Regions from separate parts of the Mus musculus genome. Here region 1 is linked to region 2. A link is a contact called in public promoter capture Hi-C data. All regions are on one chromosome and are shown on one strand. The core of a region is the stretch at or near the end of the contact, and the rest is flanking DNA. Distances in the headings are between cores, read along the strand shown.

Evidence for each region. Promoter capture Hi-C pulls out the DNA fragments that hold promoters and counts their contacts.
Region 1: a contact with region 2 is called in a promoter capture Hi-C map of second pharyngeal arch cranial neural crest. The contact joins the promoter of Zfp655 here to the promoter of Chfr in region 2. A contact is called at or near these places in 4 of 39 promoter capture datasets (cranial neural crest, frontonasal cranial neural crest, pre-B cells and 1 more).

What each region holds. Positions count from the first base shown.
Region 1 is chr5:145,230,386-145,233,085 of GRCm38.p6, reverse strand. It overlaps Zfp655 (zinc finger protein 655), which reads right to left and starts at 1,344. Exons shown (of 4, transcript NM_028298.4): 1 at 1,255-1,344. It also overlaps Gm6287.
Region 2 is chr5:110,134,297-110,137,124 of GRCm38.p6, reverse strand. It overlaps Chfr (checkpoint with forkhead and ring finger domains), which reads right to left and starts at 1,295. Exons shown (of 18, transcript NM_001289577.1): 1 at 1,191-1,295; 2 at 931-1,074. The coding sequence starts at 1,063.

The sequences.
Region 1 (2,700 bases), core at 95-2,594, about 35 Mb before region 2:
AACCTGATCTACATTCCAAGACAGCCAGTGCCTCAGAAAGAAACCCTGTCTAGAAACCCAGCCCCACTAGATTTTAGTTGTCACAGTCCACAGACTTAAGTTTCTCTAAATGTAATTAAGTAAAGTGCATGGTAATTAGGGCCCAAGAAGGGTTTAAAACCTAAAAAGTTACCAAAATAAACAAAAAGAAAAACACAGAAGCAGGAGATGCCTGTAATTTAAGGGTAGAGTACTTCCTAGTATGCACAAGGCCCTACCTTCAATCCATAACAACCTCCCCCTTCACAAAAAAACAAACATGAGTACCATTCGGTTTCAAAACTTAAAACCCAAACAGGAAGGTGTAAGAATTCGATATTACTCAGACTCTACTGAACAATCCCAAATCTGTGGTTTAAAATATATGTGTGTGTGTGTGTGTGTGTGTGTGTGTATCGCTGGGCGTGTAATCCCAGCTCTCGGAAGATTTAGACAGGAGGTTCAGAAGTTCAAGGTTAGCCTCAAAGCTGTCTTTTAAAAACCCAAACCAAAACAACAACAACAACAACAACAACAAAATAGCTACCATTAAAAGAATTTTTTTCAACACAGTACAACTGCGTAAACCTTTCCATGGAGCGTCCTAAGTAATTTAGAGGCTCAAGCTGAGACCCAGTGAAACACGCCAGATAAGATTACTCATTGTTTTTCTCAAAAGCAGGCCCCTTAGGAATCATGTGGTAAGCGGTAAGGCCGTTCTGCATTACTCAATGGGCCCCGATGAATAATGATACAACTCACTTAGGAGACAGACCCTTAGGGCAGGCTGGTCGAGCCACCTGCGCGCAGCACGAGGGAGGGCTGCGAGGAGCCTGGTGTCCTTCAGATCCAAGGACGAGCCCGGGTTCCGTCCACCGTCCACCGTCCACCGCCCTCCGCCAGGCTCCCGGCCCGTCCGCAGGCCTCGCCCAGAGCCACCCTCCGCCTACCTCTCTCTTGGGCAAAGGTTCGGTCCCCAGAGGGCGAAGCGGGCCACAAGACCGAGCTGCCACCCGGGCCCGGCCACTGGGTTCGCACCACGGGGCCACCCCGGCTCCCCGGGCTCCGCGACGAACCCGGGAAGAGGGGAAAACAGGGCCGCGAGCCCGGCCTTCCGCGCGCCCCAGCTCCGGGAACAGCCGTCAGCCCGCACGCGGCGCCTCCTGCGCGTCCGCCCCGCGGGCCAAACAAGCGGTCGCTCCCACGGCGACGCGACAACGGTTCCCCGGGACTCACCCAGGTGGAGAGGCGGGCCTGGAGACTGTCCCGTCACGGAGGCGCTCCTCGCTCAGCTGCACCAGCCTGTCCGGGGCCACTCTCTCGACTGCCAGAAGGCTGACGCCTTACGTCACTTCCGGCGACGGAAGTCCACGGGAGGGCGGTCCCGGGTGAGGTTCCCGGATGAAGAGCAGGGGTGAGGGTGTCCCGGGTCGAGCTGTCAGCTGACGGACACGGGATGCGGTCTCGTGGGTGGGGTCCGCAGCATCGCTAGATAAGGCCTTAGTTGCTGTTGTGCTTCGCTTTCTCGAGGTCGCACAGCCCTCCCTGCTGATTAGGGCGCATCTTACACCAGGAGGGCGACAGAGGTTGGGAAAGAACTCCCGACTCCTCCCGGGCCGCAAGAGCGTGCAGGAGGATTCCTAAGCAGAAGATGAAATACCACCCTCGTGTCTAATACTGGTTTGGTCCGGCTTTATTTCTCCTAGGAAGTGCCTGACCCCAAATTGCCCACAGAAAGGGACATACTAGGTGTTGCCCTGCCTGGAAGGGACAAACGTTTTCCCCAAGAGGATTCGCCCAAGGTCACCAAGATTTTCCTGTCAGGCCCTACTTTGAGTCCCACCCTTTCCTTCATGTTTGATTCTTTGCCTACCATGAGGTGAGCAACTTCTTCCAACAGGAGTTCTTCGCTGTGTGCAGCTTCACTGTAGACACAAAGGGAGCAAGTTTAACTGAGAACTGTTTGAAACTGTGACACAAAAATCTCTCCTCAAGCTTGATTATCTCAACTATTTTTGCAATAGTAGATGCAAAGCCAAGACTCCCATAATTTTGTTCCCCTGGAAATTAGTGAAGCTCAGAATCTTGTAATTTACAATCTTATAATTATCTAGTATTAGGAACAACTGCTACATAAATCAAATATTTTAAAATACTGCCCAAGGGCTGAAGACGTGGCTCAGTGTTGAAGAGCACTGTTGCACTTCCAGAGTACAAAGGTTCGCTAAGTTCCCAGAACTCAAACTGTGGCTAACAACCCTGTCACTAGGTTCTAGAGGTGGATCTAATGCCCTCTGACCATGGGAGACGCTGACCACCCCAGGTGAACATATATGCATGCAGGCAAAGGATACACATATAAAAAATTATTTGGCTTGGAGAAATGGCTTACCAAGTAAAAGCCCTAACTGTTCTTGCAAAGGACCGGAGCTCAGTTCCTAGTTCCCACGGTGGCTCACAACCAGTGTAACTCCAAATCCAGAGGGTTGGATGGTCTCTCTTGGGCTCCTGTCACACATTTGGCACAGTGCACACATATGCACACACATACACACACAAAATAAAAATAAATCTTAAGGGAAAAAAAAACTGCCCACAACAGGTGTGGTAGCCTATGTGGTGGTCTATACCTGACAGGTGGATCTCTGTGAGTTCCCAGACTAGTCTACATAGTGAGTTCTA
Region 2 (2,828 bases), core at 46-2,545:
AGTTATAGAAATCTATGTCCTAATCCCAGCACTCGGGAGGCACAGGCAGGTGGATTTCTGAGCTTGAGGCCAGCCTGGTCTACAGAGTGAGTTCCAGGACAGCCAAGGCTATACATAGAAACCCTGCCTCATAACCGCCCCCCCAAAAAAAACAAAAACAAAAACAAACGAAAAAAAGAAATGTATGTCCTTGACCCAAAGCAATCGATGTTGGGATCTGTGTATAACTTTGTTCAAATTCTCAGTTTCCTAAGTTCATTAAATAAATTATTCTATTTCCTGGGACTTTGAGATCTTTTCAAATAGAAACCCTGCCATTATAAGTTGCCCTCAGAGCACTGGTTTAACAGTGTCCTAGTCTTCCAGCATATTCTTTGTTCTCATTTGTCACAAAACATTTTTTCTAAAGTCCCTGTGGTTTATTTTTTTTCACCCGTCAACCTTTTAACAGTGGTGTCAAATTTCTACATACCTTTTTTCAGTTTTCCTTTTGTTAATAATTTCTAATTGCATTTCATTGAGAAAGAGAAGTGTACAGTAATGAGGACAAGATCGTATTTCGAAGGATATATTTACAGATCTATTTCACAAAGTTGTACTGAGAACTGACTGATATCCATCATCAAGCATCCAGAAGAGCAACTGCACAAATAAATAAGCCCATTTTATGGGGGGGGGGGGGGGTTGAAAAACAGTGCACACACACACACCCCCCGAATTCCAGTAGCTTCTGTATCGCCAGCCGGGTACTTTTCCCACTTCAAACCCCCTGTCGGTTTCCCCATCTAAACCCACTCTGACTAGGTCTTCGATCCTGTTCTAGGCCCTCGGTCTCCTCTCAGTTGGGTACCCACTTTAGGTCCCTATGCTTCATCCCTGTCTACCCCTTTAGCCTTTATCCTCGTCCTCACTCCACTCTGGCCACCGCACCTCTCCTCCTTCCGATGGTCCACTCGCGTTTCCAAAGAAGGATCTGGGGTTCGTCCTCCTCTGCGCCTAGACGAAGAAGCCTCCCCCAGGGTTCCTGCGGCGGCGGCGGCTGCTCTTCCCCGTGTAGCTCCATAGGACTCACATCTACAGAGACCCAGAAACGCCGGCTCAGGGACTACTTAAAAAACGCTCAGCACCGCTGCTATAGCCTGGCCGCCGCCTGCCTCCCCAGCCAGGACCCCACCCGCCGGCCAGCTTACCCCACGCCCTGCGCGGATCCCGGAACCGGCCTTACAGTCGCCGCCACCGCTGTCAACAGACATCTCGGGTACCCCAGCTGATCCACGGGAGGCGAGGGGGAGGGGAGCAGAGCGGTACGCCCTGTGATTGGCTGGCGGCCGTGCCCACCGAGAGCGACGGCTAGAGCGGTGCCAGAAAAGGCTATCCGGAGGGGGCGGGGCGGAGCGATCGGAGCCTGCGCAGATGAGAGAATGTGCACCTTGTTGCCATCTTTGATGCTGGCAGGCAGGCGCACTTACCTTCCTGCAAAAGCACGGAAGTAGCTGTGGAGGGCACCATGTTAGATTCGGGCCAAAAAAAAAAAAAGACCGAGTAACTTATAGATCGGAAGGTCCTTAAAACCTCACTTGTAATTCCGAGATAAGGTGCTATTTTCACACGTCAGATTACAAAATGTGAAAGCTTGGTACAGTGGGCCAGCCCTTCGCAAGGAGCATAATTTAAGATGTCAATTAGAATAGAAACAGGTAACTCGTCTCTGAGGGCTGATTTGCGGTATCTTTAAATCCTGTTTCTTAGGATCTTGTGTCATTCCCGAGTTGTATGCTACAAGCATGTTGGTGACCCCCCGGTGAGAGAGAAACACTGGCAAAAACAATGCCCTGGAAGAAAGTCACTGAAGACAGAGAAGCAAAGTCCACACACAGTGGTTCTTGAGCAGCTCGGAGTAATGTCTTTGCTGGTGAACAGCTTCAAAAAAGTATTAAACATCTGTTTGTTTGTTTGTTTGTTTGTTTGTTTGTTTTGTAAAAAGAAAACACATACACAGACACATTTGTAAATATATGTGGAAATGCGTCTTTGCCTATGTCTACAAAGATTTACTCAAATACTTTTGAAAGGATATAAAAGTAGCAGTGGCTGCCTCCGGGAACATGGATTTGTACCGGTCTGAAAATCGCCGAAGAAGACCCCAGACATAGATAATATGCAAAGACAAAGAGCGTTTATTCTGAAGAAACAAGCAGTATGTGGGTCACATTTTTTGAAATGGTGTCCGCAGTCAAGGGTGTGTGGGCCTTCTTATTGGGGGGTGGATATTAGGTAATCTCTAATGTGATTGGCTGGGCCACTGTTCACATTTGGGAACTGAACTGTGACCCTCACCCCCACCCCCCAGTTAAGATTATATAGAGTTTTTAAGCCTAAAATCCACAAACATCTGTGCTAAATTATTCCACCAATCAGGATTTAGGGATAGAGGGTTTACTTAGGAACTTGTCTTTGTTGTATATGTACCCTGCTCCCATTGATCTGGGTACTCAACTTGCAGGGACTTGACTTACCTAACATTCATGTCCTAACTTGTCACAGTACCCATGTACATATTTCTTTCTGCCAAGTAGGATGTCAATTCCCAATAGGCCTTAGGAACTTAAACTTTACTCGGCCACTAGTCAAAATGAAAGTCTTATTCCAAATAATTTCTTATATTGGTGCAGGTGTCTCTCTTATGTTGGGGTTCATCCTAGGGACAGCTTATACCATGAAAGTTTATACACAGGTGCAGGAAGAGCTATTGAGTGGTTGGTTCAGGTCCAAGCTTATTGCAAATGACACAGTTCTACTGATATCTAACACAATTGGTTTCCAAGGGT